Linked DNA regions of Mus musculus: all the other regions are linked to region 1. A link is a contact called in public Hi-C and promoter capture Hi-C data. All regions are on one chromosome and are shown on one strand. The core of a region is the stretch at or near the end of the contact, and the rest is flanking DNA. Distances in the headings are between cores, read along the strand shown.

Evidence for each region. Promoter capture Hi-C pulls out the DNA fragments that hold promoters and counts their contacts. Hi-C and Micro-C count contacts between places; a contact is called where the count stands out from the background.
Region 2: a Hi-C map of B cells shows a contact between it and region 1, with 5 read pairs. The contact joins the promoter of Pithd1 here to the promoter of Cdc42 in region 1. A contact is called at or near these places in 1 of 39 promoter capture datasets (liver), 1 of 484 Hi-C or Micro-C datasets (B cells) and 1 of 9 other capture datasets (liver).
Region 3: a promoter capture Hi-C map of liver shows a contact between it and region 1, with 2.2 times the contacts expected there. The contact joins the promoter of Rpl11 here to the promoter of Cdc42 in region 1. A contact is called at or near these places in 2 of 39 promoter capture datasets (hippocampal neurons and liver).
Region 4: a contact with region 1 is called in a promoter capture Hi-C map of neural stem cells. The contact joins the promoter of Asap3 here to the promoter of Cdc42 in region 1. A contact is called at or near these places in 4 of 39 promoter capture datasets (the 3T3-L1 cell line, hippocampal neurons, liver and 1 more).

The regions. Positions count from the first base shown.
Region 1 is chr4:137,356,152-137,359,227 of GRCm38.p6, reverse strand. Cdc42 (cell division cycle 42) reads left to right here and starts at 1,469. Exons shown (of 6, transcript NM_009861.3): 1 at 1,469-1,582.
Region 2 is chr4:135,985,619-135,988,694 of GRCm38.p6, reverse strand. It overlaps Pithd1 (PITH (C-terminal proteasome-interacting domain of thioredoxin-like) domain containing 1), which reads left to right and starts at 1,451. Exons shown (of 6, transcript NM_025411.4): 1 at 1,451-1,757; 2 at 2,260-2,303; 3 at 2,677-2,754. The coding sequence starts at 1,560.
Region 3 is chr4:136,051,845-136,054,920 of GRCm38.p6, reverse strand. Rpl11 (ribosomal protein L11) reads left to right here and starts at 1,528. Exons shown (of 6, transcript NM_025919.3): 1 at 1,528-1,573; 2 at 2,204-2,354. The coding sequence starts at 1,568.
Region 4 is chr4:136,204,787-136,207,862 of GRCm38.p6, reverse strand. It overlaps Asap3 (ArfGAP with SH3 domain, ankyrin repeat and PH domain 3), which reads right to left and starts at 1,498. Exons shown (of 25, transcript NM_001008232.2): 1 at 1,216-1,498. The coding sequence starts at 1,344.

The sequences.
Region 1 (3,076 bases), core at 220-2,719:
GGGCTTCGTTCGACACAGAACGATGTTTACAGTACAGCTTTGAAAGAAGTAGATTGCAGGCTGGGAGGTGGCTTAGAGGGCAAAGTGATTGCTGCGCAGGTGTGAGGACTTGAGTTCGAATCCCTAGGGCCCACATAAAGCTGGATGCAGGAGCACACATCTGAGGTCTCAGAGTTCTGCCTCCTTAAGACACACCCTCCTGTTTTTTGAGAATGGATGTTTTGTATCCTAGGACACTCTGAATCTTCTATGCAACCAAGGGTCACCATAGATTTTTCTGCTTCCACCTCCCAAGTGCTGGGATTACAGCCATCCATCTCAGAGCTTGGATTATGAATGTGGTAGAGGCACTAACGTGGGGCTTCGTGCATTCTTGGCAAGCTCTCTACCGACTGGGCTACATCTCCAGCCCGCAAGAGAACATTACTGAGATAAGGTTCCTCTAATGTTGGGGAGCATCTGACAGAAGGCTAGGCTCTCTATTCTCCAGCAGCTAGTACACGGCCAGAGAAGGCAGCTATTCAACAGGCGCCGAGATGACAGGGAAGAGAAGGATTTGATAGGTCAGATCCAACCAAAGGGGCCAGGGGAGAGCACTCAGGGACAGTAAATGTAGGACTTTTTTGAGGGGGAAAGTCTTTAGTTCTAAACAAAACCGAGGGTGATACTCAACTCCCACTCCAAAAACAGACAGATAAAGCTGTGCACAGCAAGTCACTTCCTCTCTCAGAGAAGCAAAGAGGCAGGCTATGGAGGGGCACGCCTATAAGCTCAGCACTTCGGAGGTAGAGGCTTAGCAGTTTAAGATCAACCTCTGGTACCTAGTTAAGCATTCAAATCCAGGCTGCGCTAAACGAGATCACGTCTCAAGTTATTAAAAACAAAACAAAACAAAACAAACCCGGTAGCCTGGGTATGGTGATGCACACCTTTAATCCCAGCACCCAGGAAGCAGAGGCAAGGGATTCTCTGAGTTCCAGGCTAGCCTGGGCTCCACAGCAAGTTTCAATACAGCTAGGGCTACCCATGGAAAGAAACTCTTGTCAAAAAACAAAAAACAACAACAAAAAAGAGAGAGACAGCTCAGGCATGGTAGTACATTTCTTGAAATATCAGAACTCTGGAAGCAGAGGCAGTAGTATTGCTGTGTTCTGGGACAGCCTGGTCTACATAGCCATTCTGGGATAGCAAGGGCTACATAATGACACCCTGTCTCAATAAAATAAACAAAAATATAAAAGTAAAACATATTTACAACACTTTTCTTCACGAAGTTGCAAGACTCAAAATAAACTTTAGTTACAACACCGTGCACATCATTGTTCATAGTTTTATTACGGATAAAAAATACCGTTAAAAGGCGCAGAGAGCCAACCAGAGCATGCAAGGAACGCAGCCCGCGCGCGTGCGCGCCAAGGGGCGGAGCCCGAGCCGCCCTCAGCCCCTTCTCTCTCTTTGTCCCTCCCACTTCCGCGGGCACCCAACCATGCGTCCCCTGCGTGCTGACGTCAGGCGCGTGCCCCTGTCCGGCAGCCGAGGAGGCCCCGCGCAGTGCTGCCAACGCCCCGGCGGAGAAGCTGAGGTGAGTGCGGGGCCCGAGAAGCCTCCCTGCGGGAGCGTCTTCTGCGCCGCCCGGTCCCCTTCGCGTGTCCCCCCCCCCCCCGTCCTCTCTCGGTTCTCGAGGATGCTCGCGGGCAGGGGCATCCCGGTGCTTGCGGGCGGTGGGCCGCGAGGGAGGGCTTGCCGGGGTCGCGTGCGCCCGCCGGCCCGGGTTCTGAGGGAAGCGAGGCGGGGTCGCGGCGAGGCTTAGGGCTGGAATGGCGGCGCGGCGCGGCCGGGGATGGCGGCGGCCGAGGGCACAGCCCGGCCGAGCTGTCAGCGGCGGCGGCGGCGGCGGCGGCGGCGAGAGGACCGGGCACACCCATCCCACCCGCTCCCCTCCCCCTCCGGCCGCCCGCGGGCTCCGAGGCCCCGGGGCGCGGGGTGGGAGACGCCCGGTCCGGACCGGGGTCGGAGGCCGGGGGCTGTCTCTCCGTTGTGGGCCTCGACTTCCTGCTTCCCCGGCCCCGCCACGGACGCGTTGCGGCTGGCGGGGGAGGGGAGCGGAACTGCGGCCGCAGGGCCGGGCCGGGCCGGGGCCGAGGTGACGGACCGGGCGGCTCTGCGCCTGCGCCCCTCGGCGGTCTCCAGCCCCGCGCCGTGTCCTCTCCTGCCCCGCGGCTCCCGGGGCTCTCCTGCCGGGGCCGGCCTCTTTGCCATCCGGGACCTGCCTAAGCACCTCCCGAAACCCCGCCTGGCCACTTACTCAGTTCCTCGTTCCTAGCAGGAAATTTTCTTTGTCGGTTATTATTACTATTTTGTAAATTCCTCTTTCCACCCCTTTAACTCTGGGAGAAATTCAGTGTGGAAGATTACGTCATCGCAGCATAAGGGGTGAGAGTTTTAACTCCTACAAGTCAGGGCTATTCAAATTAAGACAGCATCTTGCGGCCTTTGTGGGTCAACCCAGCACATTGGTTCAGAGTAAGGTGGCAATTTTTTTTTGTTGTTGTTGAAATCCTGTTGCCTGTCTTCAGGCTGCCTGAGATGCACCTAAAATACCGAAGGTTCAAAATCTTAGGTTTAAGTTATTTTGGTCAGGGAATATACACTGTCTGCAGCCACTTGTGTAGGTATGATCTTTAAAGGACCCCTTGGCTATATACTCGGGTGAATTGCAGGAGCAATTCTTTGCCACACTAATTGTGACTTACTTGATGTAAAGAACCCAACTTCAGTGCATGGTTTGAAGAATGAGGTGAAAAGAGAATTTCGTCATACCCCTGATTTGTCTTTGTTAGGATTGCAACTTCAAAGTTGCATGCTTTAGTTTTTCCATTAAAAGGGCTTTTGGATTTTTTTTTTTTTTTTATCTTGAGACAGGGTCTCCATATGTAGCCCCGGTTAACCTTAAACATAGAGGGACCTCCTAGTCTCTGCCTCTCAAGAGCTGGGCTTACAGGAATGAGCTACTTGAATTACCAACCTTGATTTTAATTTCTAACCCTAAAAACTTGAGTAATATTTTTAGATCACT
Region 2 (3,076 bases), core at 202-2,701, 1.4 Mb after region 1:
AGCCCGGGCTGTCCTAGAACTCACTTTGTAGATCAGGCTGGCCTCGAACTCAGTCTGCCTCCCGAGTGCTGGGATTAAAGGTGTGCTCCACTGTGCCCGGCTTCTTTTTTTTTTTTTTTTTTTTTTCCCTTAAGATTTATTTTATGTATATGAGTACACTGTAGCTGTCTTCAGACACACCAGAAGAGGGCATTGGATCCCATTACAGGTGGTTGTAAGCCACCATGTGGTTGCTGGGAATTGAACGCAGGACCTCTGGAAGAGCAGTCAGTGCTCTTAACCACTGAGCCATCTCTCCAGCCCACATGTTGAGTTCTTGAATCACATTCTTCCCTTACTATTCAGTGTGACTACTCAACAGATACTATCCTGCCCACGGAACAGAGAAAAATGACTCAGAATAGGAAAAGGTGATATTTTCCTAGTGTCACACCGTCAGGGACAGACCCAGCATTCTCACCCCAGGTCTGGTGGTGAGTATACCTTCTATCAAGAAGGTAGCTATGGGCTATGAAGATGACTCAGCGGCTAAGAGCATTTGCTGTGGAAACACAAGGACAGAGTTCAAATCTCCAGCAGTCACATAAAAGCCAAGCACAGGCCCAGCAGCAAGCCCAGCTTTGGAGGGTGGAGCCTAGAAGCTCGCTGACCATTTAGCCTAGTCTAAATGGTGAGCCTCGAGTCCGGTGAGAGACTGCATCAAAAAAATATGATGCTGCTGAGCAGGATGGCCCATGCCTTCAATCCCAACGCCCCGGAGGCGGAGGCAGATGGATTTCTGTTGCGTTTTATGCCAGTCTGATCTACACAGTGAGTTCCAGGCTCAGTAGATAGTTCCAGCCAAAACTAGGTAGTAAGACACTTTATTAAGGGAAAGAGCGCGATAAGCCACAGAAGACACCAAATAGATAGATAGATAGATAGACCCATGATAGATATATAATAAATGTAACTAATTAAATCTAACACCAGATTTGGTGGTGCGTGCCTTTAATCCCTGAATTTGGGATTTGGAGGCAGGAGGGTCAGGAGTTGAAGGTACATAGATCATCTGAGGTCAGCCTGGGGCACATGAGAAACTAGCTTAAAAATATGGAAGGAAAGGCGGAGAAAGGAGACAGAGAAGGAAAAGAGGCGGGAGAAAGTAGGGGGTAAACAGATGAGGTTAACAGGGCGTCAGGGGGAGAGAGGAGGCAAGCTTTGCTGTGCTGTCGGCCCCGCCTTATCCACCACGCCGGAGAAAGGTGGCCGCTAGGGAAGAAAGCGCACGCTTTGGCTCGGGAGGGGAGGATTCGCGTCCCTGCCACGCGTCCCCAGCCCTACAGTTTCCACGCTTGAACGGTACCACTGAGCGACACCGCCAGCGTCCAGCTCTGCTGGCGCAGGTCCACGTCAATCCCTCCCGGCCCCGCCCTCTGGGCCGCGCGCGCATGCGCCGCGCAGGGGCGCCTTTTACGACGCCTCGGTGGCGGCGCTTGGCGGTCGTCGCGGAGCCGAGTGAGCTCCGGGTGAGCGGCGGTGCCGAGGGAGTCACAGGCGAGCCGGCGGGCGGCGTCGCCATGTCGCACGGCCACAGCCACGGCGGGGGCGGCTGTCGCTGCGCCGCTGAGCGCGAGGAGCCGCCCGAGCAGCGCGGCCTGGCCTACGGGCTGTACCTGCGCATCGACCTGGAGCGACTGCAGTGCCTCAACGAGAGCCGCGAGGGCAGCGGCCGCGGCGTCTTCAAGCCGTGGGAGGAGCGGACCGACCGCTCCAAGGTGGGCGGCCCGGGAGCCCCGGGGCCTCGCAGGGTAGACAGACAGGGAAACTGAGGCCCAGAGGAGCAAGGTGGGCGCTTTACCTCCCTTCCGAGGCGGCGAGGGCATGTGAGGGAGGAGAGCAGAGAGGACTGCTGTCTCTTCCTCTGACCATTGGTCCAGATGGCTGTCCGATGGCCTCACCTGGCCTGGGGTCGCGATCCGTACTTCTAACCTGGAACCCAGACCCCTTTGAGAGCCATTTGAAGGTTCTCCAGAAGGGTACACAGAAGCACTGGTCTTTTGAGTTCGCAGCCTGGGAAACCCCCATTAGAATCCCTCTAAGAGGGGCCGTGGTGATTAGAATATGGAGACTGAGCAGCTCCCAGCTATGAGGACCTGGGCGCGGGTTGTTGGGACAGGTCCATTTGCATCGCGACTCAGTTTGTAGAACAGGGAGGCCAGATGCCTGAAATTGTAGTTTCTCAGCAGATATCTGTTGCTTCCTCCCCATGCACCGCAGTTTGTTGAAAGTGATGCGGACGAAGAGCTCCTGTTTAATATTCCGTAAGTATCTCCTTGGCTCTTGCCTCAGGCAAACTGGGCTGTACCCAGTTGTCTCTTCGGATGACTTCATTTGATGGCTATGTCAAGAGTGCACACCTGTGTCTAGAAATGGGGTAGATTTTCTTTGGTGGGTTTGAGAAAGTAAGTATAGGAGCTTGTGTGTGTGTGTGTGTGTGACTACACATGCATTTGTCGAATTATAATTGAGGTGATTACATTTCTTGGAGGTATGGAATGACAGGGTCTTTGAAAGGACTACAGGTGGCAGATGAGTCAGCTGAGCTAAAAGGGAAGGGTCTTGTCAGAGTCACATGGCTGCTGGTCCTCAGGGTTCAATCCCAGGTAGACAACCTTCTCTTTGGAATTCTGGCAGGTTTACGGGCAATGTCAAGCTGAAAGGCGTCATCATAATGGGCGAGGATGATGACTCGCACCCCTCGGAGATGAGACTGTGAGTAGTGAGGGCTTCGGCCCTCGGGAGACTCCCACCTAGCTTTTGCTGGTATATTTTATTCCAGGGATATGGAGATGGCTCAGTGGGTTAGAGGGCTTGCTGCATCAAGTATGGGGGATCAGAGTTCAACAACAGGTTGGCCTTGTTCTTAGTTACATTGAAATGCATGTAGTGCTTCTTGAATTAATTACATAAATAATTTAAGATGTATGTATATGTGTGTGTGTGTGTGTATATATATACACATATACATACACACACACACACATGCGCGCATGCGCCTTCATTTTTGTGACAGGATCTCTTGTTTTCTGAACTC
Region 3 (3,076 bases), core at 279-2,778, 1.3 Mb after region 1:
GCAGGAAGGAGAGGGCAGGCCCTTTTTCTACCGAAGGCGTCTGTGTTCTTCTTTGCCCATGCATTCATGTTAGAGAAACTGACTGACTCAAGGAAGGCCAGCATCTGCCTGGGATGTGGATCTTGGTGGTCCTCATCCTTGAGTTCAGCTTCTGAGGATTCAATGTAACCCTGGAAGGGGGCGTGTCCTATAGTCTGTAACTGATGATCTCTTCTCAGAAGCATCTGTAAGCCATTGTCAGATCTCTCTCTCTCTCTCTCTCTCTCTCTCTCTCTCTCTCTCACCTCTGATGTCCTTTTTCTTTTTAGCTACCATGTCTAATACTTCTTTTGGAAGGTGGGTGTTGCTTGGATGTTGTAGGCTTGACTTAATTATAAAAGTAACAACTTACATACTTCACTGAATTACACAGTAACCCATGACACAGAAGTAGCTGTTTTACACAAGGGGAAAACAGACAGAAGTAATTTTAATTAGTAACTAGCTAGTTGGATCAAACCCACACCTGCCTGTATTCACAGCTCAGGACTCTTATTTTCAAAATTTACTTTTTATTTATTAGTTTATCTGTATTTAAGTTTTTCCTGCACATATGTCCTTGTAAGTGTGTGCCTGGGGTCCTCAGAAGGAAGACAAGGGCATCAGACTGGAACAGCTGATTTAAGCCACTACTCTGATTTGTATACTTGTTAACATAGTTACAAAGTAAAGGGTCTAGAATCTGTATGGTTTCTTTTTATCTTCGCACTTATTTTATGTATGAGTACTCTATCTGCATGTACACCTGCATACCAGAAGAGGGCATCAGATCCCATTACAGATGTCTGTGAGCTACCATGTGGTTGTTGATAATTGAACTCAGGACCTTGGGAAGAGCTGTCAAGTGCTCTTAACTACTGCGCTGTCTCTCCAGCCTCAGCTGATTTTTTTGTTTTTGTTTTTGTTTTTGTTTTTCGAGACAGGGTTTCTCAGTCTAACCTTGGCTGTCCTGGAACTCACTCTGTAGACCAGAATTCAGAAATCCACCTGCCTCTGCCTCCCAAGTGCTGGGATTGAAGGCGTGCGCCACCACTGCCTGGCGTCTCAGCTTATTTATTTATAAAAATTATTTTATTTATATGGGTGTTTTGCCTGTATGCACACATGGCCTGATGCCTGTAGATGCCAGAAGAGGGATCTGTCTCCCTGGAACTGGAGGCACAACCAGTTTTGAAATACCGTGTTCATGCCGGGAATTTTGTTCTTAACTGTAAAGCCTTCTCTCTAGCCCTTTGCTCAACTGATTTAATGGACTTTGGGCAGTGACATCACTCAAGAACCACCAGGTTCTGAGACTGTTCTTGGAGTCATGGACTCAAGAACATACCAGCATCGGACAACCCACGACCTAGTCTTTTGCCCAAGATGACTGCAGTTTCGAGGACAGTCCACTAGAGGTGGCAGCGCCACGACAGCTATGCCTCTCTTTCCCCCTCTCCCCTCGTTTGTCTGCCTAGAAGAAAAGCCCGCCTCCTGACCCATAAGGCCACGGGGCCGGAAGTCTCCCTCTCTCTTCCTGTTCTCCACCATGGCGGTGAGTAGGCGAGAGTTGGCTTTGCCTCGCTTTCATCCGTCTCCATCCGCAGTCGGCGGAGCCCAGGGCGGCTGTCTCGCGGGTGGCCGGAGGAGGACGGAGCCCGCGAGGCTGTTGGCATTAAGCCCGGCGGGACTGGGCGGCCGTGGGGCACCCCCGCCGCATCGCCGCCCATCCTAAGAATGGGGCTCAGGTCTGCAGCCCCGAGGGCCCAGACGCAGTGTCTGGGGGCTGCCGGAAGTGCGAGCGCGACGTGCGGAGGTCCACGGCGGGGCCAAGGGGACACTTGCAGCTTGTGTGGTGCTGGGGAGTTTCTGCGAGTCCTACTCGCAGGACCCGTGCTAGCTTGGGAAGGGGGACGGCATGGCGCAGAGGCCGGTACTTCCTGTAGTTTTGATTAGGGTTACATTGTATACTTTCTACGATCTCTAGTGTCTGTTCCCTACTCGTGGATCCGCTTGGGATTCAGGCTCTCTCTCTGTGTTCGTTCTCTTCCAAACGCGGAGACCTTGGTGGTCCCGAGGGCTTAGGCGGGATCCGGGACGATAGAAGTCAGAGCGGAGAAGACCTTGGCTGTTTCTCGTCTCTGACGGGGCGGGAGGGTGTTGATGGCTGTGTCCCTCTTCGCAGCAAGATCAAGGGGAAAAGGAGAACCCCATGCGGGAACTGCGCATCCGCAAGCTCTGCCTCAATATCTGCGTCGGGGAGAGCGGAGACAGACTGACCCGGGCAGCCAAGGTGTTGGAGCAGCTCACAGGCCAGACCCCGGTGTTCTCCAAAGGTGAGTGGCGGTGGGCTGACCAGAGAGGAGTGGATCTGGAAAGCTTGCTTCATCTGACCGGAGCACGGGTGCAAATGGACTTATAACGTGAGCTGTCGTGGGCCTGGTTGACAGCTAAGAACAGGGTTAATACCGTACACTGTTGGCATGAGGTCCTATCCATGCTTTTATTTGTATTTGTGTGTGTGTGCATGGGTACTCTGTTTGCATGCATGCCCACATGACAGAAGAGGGAATCAGATCCCGTTTCTGTTGGTTGTGAACAACCGTGTAGGTCCTCAGAACCTGTTAAACCTCTGAGCCATCTTTCCAACACCCCCCCACCAGTGCTTCTTAACTTCTGGCTCTGCCTCAACTCACTTAAAATGAATTGTGATTCCCTTGTTTGGCCACATGACAGGAGTTACCTTGCTAGAAACATGGAGTCTGTTGCTAGTGTGGTTGTGGGTGGTCTGTGATTGGGTTTGGATACTGTTTCTTAGGACCACAGTCAGCATTTTGAAAACACTGGCTTTTGTCAGTTTTAGTCTCCCAATTAGAGCATAATCATTGGTTGGGCCTGATAGCCCACAACTGTAACCCCATTACCCAGGCTGAAGCAGGAGGATTGCTGCCAGTTCAAGGCCAGCCTGGGCTACATTTGAGATTTTTCTCTCTCAAGGAATGTAACAGTCTTGCTAACCTGTGTCTGTTACTATGGCCATGCTGTTTGAGGTTCTTAG
Region 4 (3,076 bases), core at 249-2,748, 1.2 Mb after region 1:
AAGAAGAAAAAGAAAAAGAAGAAAAAGAAAAAAGGAAAAAAGTTGGATTTTGTCTGGCCTGACCTGAGGCAAATCTGAGCTTACACAGTCAGGTAAGGTCAGTCAAATGCATGGACACTTAGCCAGAGCAGATCTCTCCCCTCTGATCCAACACTGTAATGGACAACCTGGAGGAGAGGATGATGGATAAAATCCCTAAAGATGCTGAAGGGTCCTGAGGCGTGGTGGCTCTGAACCTATGCATCATTTGAAATCCGACAGTCTTTGTATAATTGTCTGCCTTCCTTACCAAAGAGGAAAAAGTCCAGACAGAGAGCCAGCCAGTCAGGGGAGAAGAGGAAGGGAGATTTCCTAAGACCTCAGCTCAGGGTATTTCTGGGTAGCTTTGTATCTGCCACACAGTAGGTACAACTTATAGAGAAGGCCAGACTGACCACTGAAGTCCAAAATGCCACCTCAACCCAGGGCATTCTCTAGAAGAGAGCTGGGTTCATATTATCCCCGTCTGGCCCCAGACTACAGGCTCTCTGCTCCAGTGTATTCCTAGGGGATGAAAACCTGCAGCGAATCCAGAGAAGAGGAATGAACTCCAGTGAGCTTGGGAATGGGGTGGGGCAGCCTACAAGGGCGAAAGAAAGAGCCTGGGACACTTTGCCTGAAAACACAAAGAGGAGAGGGGAGGGGAGAGGAGCCTATAAACTTGGCCCGCAGCAGCCAAGGTGAACCCCGGCTCCTGGCGCCTTCCCATTCACAATCATTCCACAAGGCAAGCCAAGTCTCAGAACCAGCAGCCAGGAGGAGGGGGCCTCCTCTCTCTCTCTTGCAGCCTGGGAGAGGTAAGTTCAGGACTGAGCCTGCTTCTCAGAAAGGGAGTGACCTGAGGGGCTGCATATTTGTGGGGTTCTAAAACGAAAACACAGAACTGTAAGCCGCTGAGCAAATACACATATAATGGGCAAGTCGCCCAAAGTATATGGGAGATGTGCCCCAACATGTGGAGTCTGTATCGAGGTGACCCCGAGATCCCATCTGGTCCTCTCTTCCCAGGCTCCACCTTGGGGACACAGATGTTTGAGATGAGCTCGGTTCCCACAGATCTAAGAGGGGCGGGTTTCTGGAGCGCAGCGAAGAGCCATCCTAGCTCCAAGCATTCCTGCAAAGGTCAAAGCCAGGCCCCAAGTTGACCTGAGGTCCCCTCCCGCCTCGGCCCCTCACCTCCTCCCGTGCCAGCGCCGCCCCGCGGCACCGGGGCATCTTGGCGGCGAAGGCAGCTGCTCCGGCTGGGGAACTGAGGTCCTCTGCGGTGACGGCCAGGAACTCCGCGACACTGAGCTGCTCGGGCATGGTGGGAACGAGGCGAAAACACCGGAGCTGCCTGGAACGCGGGGGACGCTGCACTTAACAGTGCTGGTATAGCTGCTCTGCGCAGGGCCTGTCTCACCACCCGCAGCGTCCTAGTCGAGGCCTCTTCACTCCCTGCTCCGCCCCGCCCCTAACTAACTCCGCCACGCCCCCGCCCGCCAGCCTTTCTCTCTCCGGCCACGCCCCCAGACCACTTGTCTACCTCCCTGGCCACGCCCCGACTCGCTGGTAACTCCCTGACCACGCCCCCATCCCCCTCACTCTCCGGCCACATCCAAGCCGCGCCCCTAACTCCCTGGTCACGCCCCAACCTCGCGTTGGCCCCACTCTGCCCTGCCTCCAAGACCTACAGATGGGGAGAGTTCTCCTGGGGCTCCGCTCTTGACTCCCAGCCCCCGTCCCCGATCCTCTTCCCTCCCTAGCCCCGCCTCCAAAGCCTACCACACACACACACACAGACACAGAGCCTGGCTCCTGGTTCTGGCTGGCTCCTGGTTCACTTGTTCTCTTCTCCTTAACTCTAGGTTCTTCAGAGCAGTCGTCTTCCTCTACCTCACCGGTGCTGAGATTAAAGGCAAGGCCTGTGCCACCGAGGCCATATAAGATCTTCGCCATCAGCCAGCTACGTGCCATTGAATCAATTGCCCCTCTGGTTTTTAAAAGGAATCATGTCATAACTCCGAATAAGTTTAAGTAAGAATGGGAGAGGTTCACTATTATCTCAGGTACACAGAATAGCTCGGGATTTTGTTGTTGTTGTTGTTGTTGTTGTTTTGCAGGTATTTTTGTTGTGGTTTGGTTTTGCCTGGTTTCTTAATTCCAGCCGTGAGCCAGGGGCCCTTCCCATTGCCTTGGACTCTTTCTGCTTCTTCTTGAAAGCCTTATTTTCTTCGTCCATCTCACAGGGCTCTTTCAGAGGCTTCCTCTTGACACCTTCATCGCCCAACCTGGCCCCTGGCGTCTGGTCCCCTTTCCCCAGACCAGATGCTAAGTGACCCTAACAGTTCCTTCAGACTCCAATGCTGAGTCTTCCAAATTTGCTTCTCCCTGTCTGCCTCCCTCGGTTTTTGTTTATTTGATTTGGGGTTTTGTTTTTCAAGGTTTAGCTCAAACATTTCAAACTTTACTACAAGGCTTATCCTGACCACCCTGTTTAAAACTAGTCACCTGCTGCTCCCCCCATCCCTCACTCCACATACCCCATTCATAATCATCTTTATTCTGCTGGGGTTTTATGAATGAATATTGGGCGCTCTTGGAGGCCAGAAAAGAGCATCAGATCCCCTGGAACTAGAGTTACAGATGATGGTGAGCCACCATGTAGGTGTTGGGAATTGAACCAGGGTCATCTGCAAGAACAAACATTCTTTAGCCACTAAGCCATCTATCTGTCCAGCCCCTTTTTAAAATTTTCAGTTTTAGAAATTTGCTGTGTGCATGAATGTGTGTGGGTGTGTGGGTGTGGGTGTGTGTTTGTGTGTGTACTCATGTGTGCACAACATGCAGGACACTGAACTCATGAGGGCAGAGGACAACTTTCAGGAGTTGGCTCTCTCCTTCCCACGTGGGTTCCAAGGATTGGACTCAAGTCATCAGGCTTGAGAGCGGACTCCCTTTCTTGTGTATCTGTTTATTTATCTTGAGACAGGGTTTTATCTAGACTCAAACTTAATGTGTAGCCATGGGTAACCTCACACTCCTGATCTACCTGCTT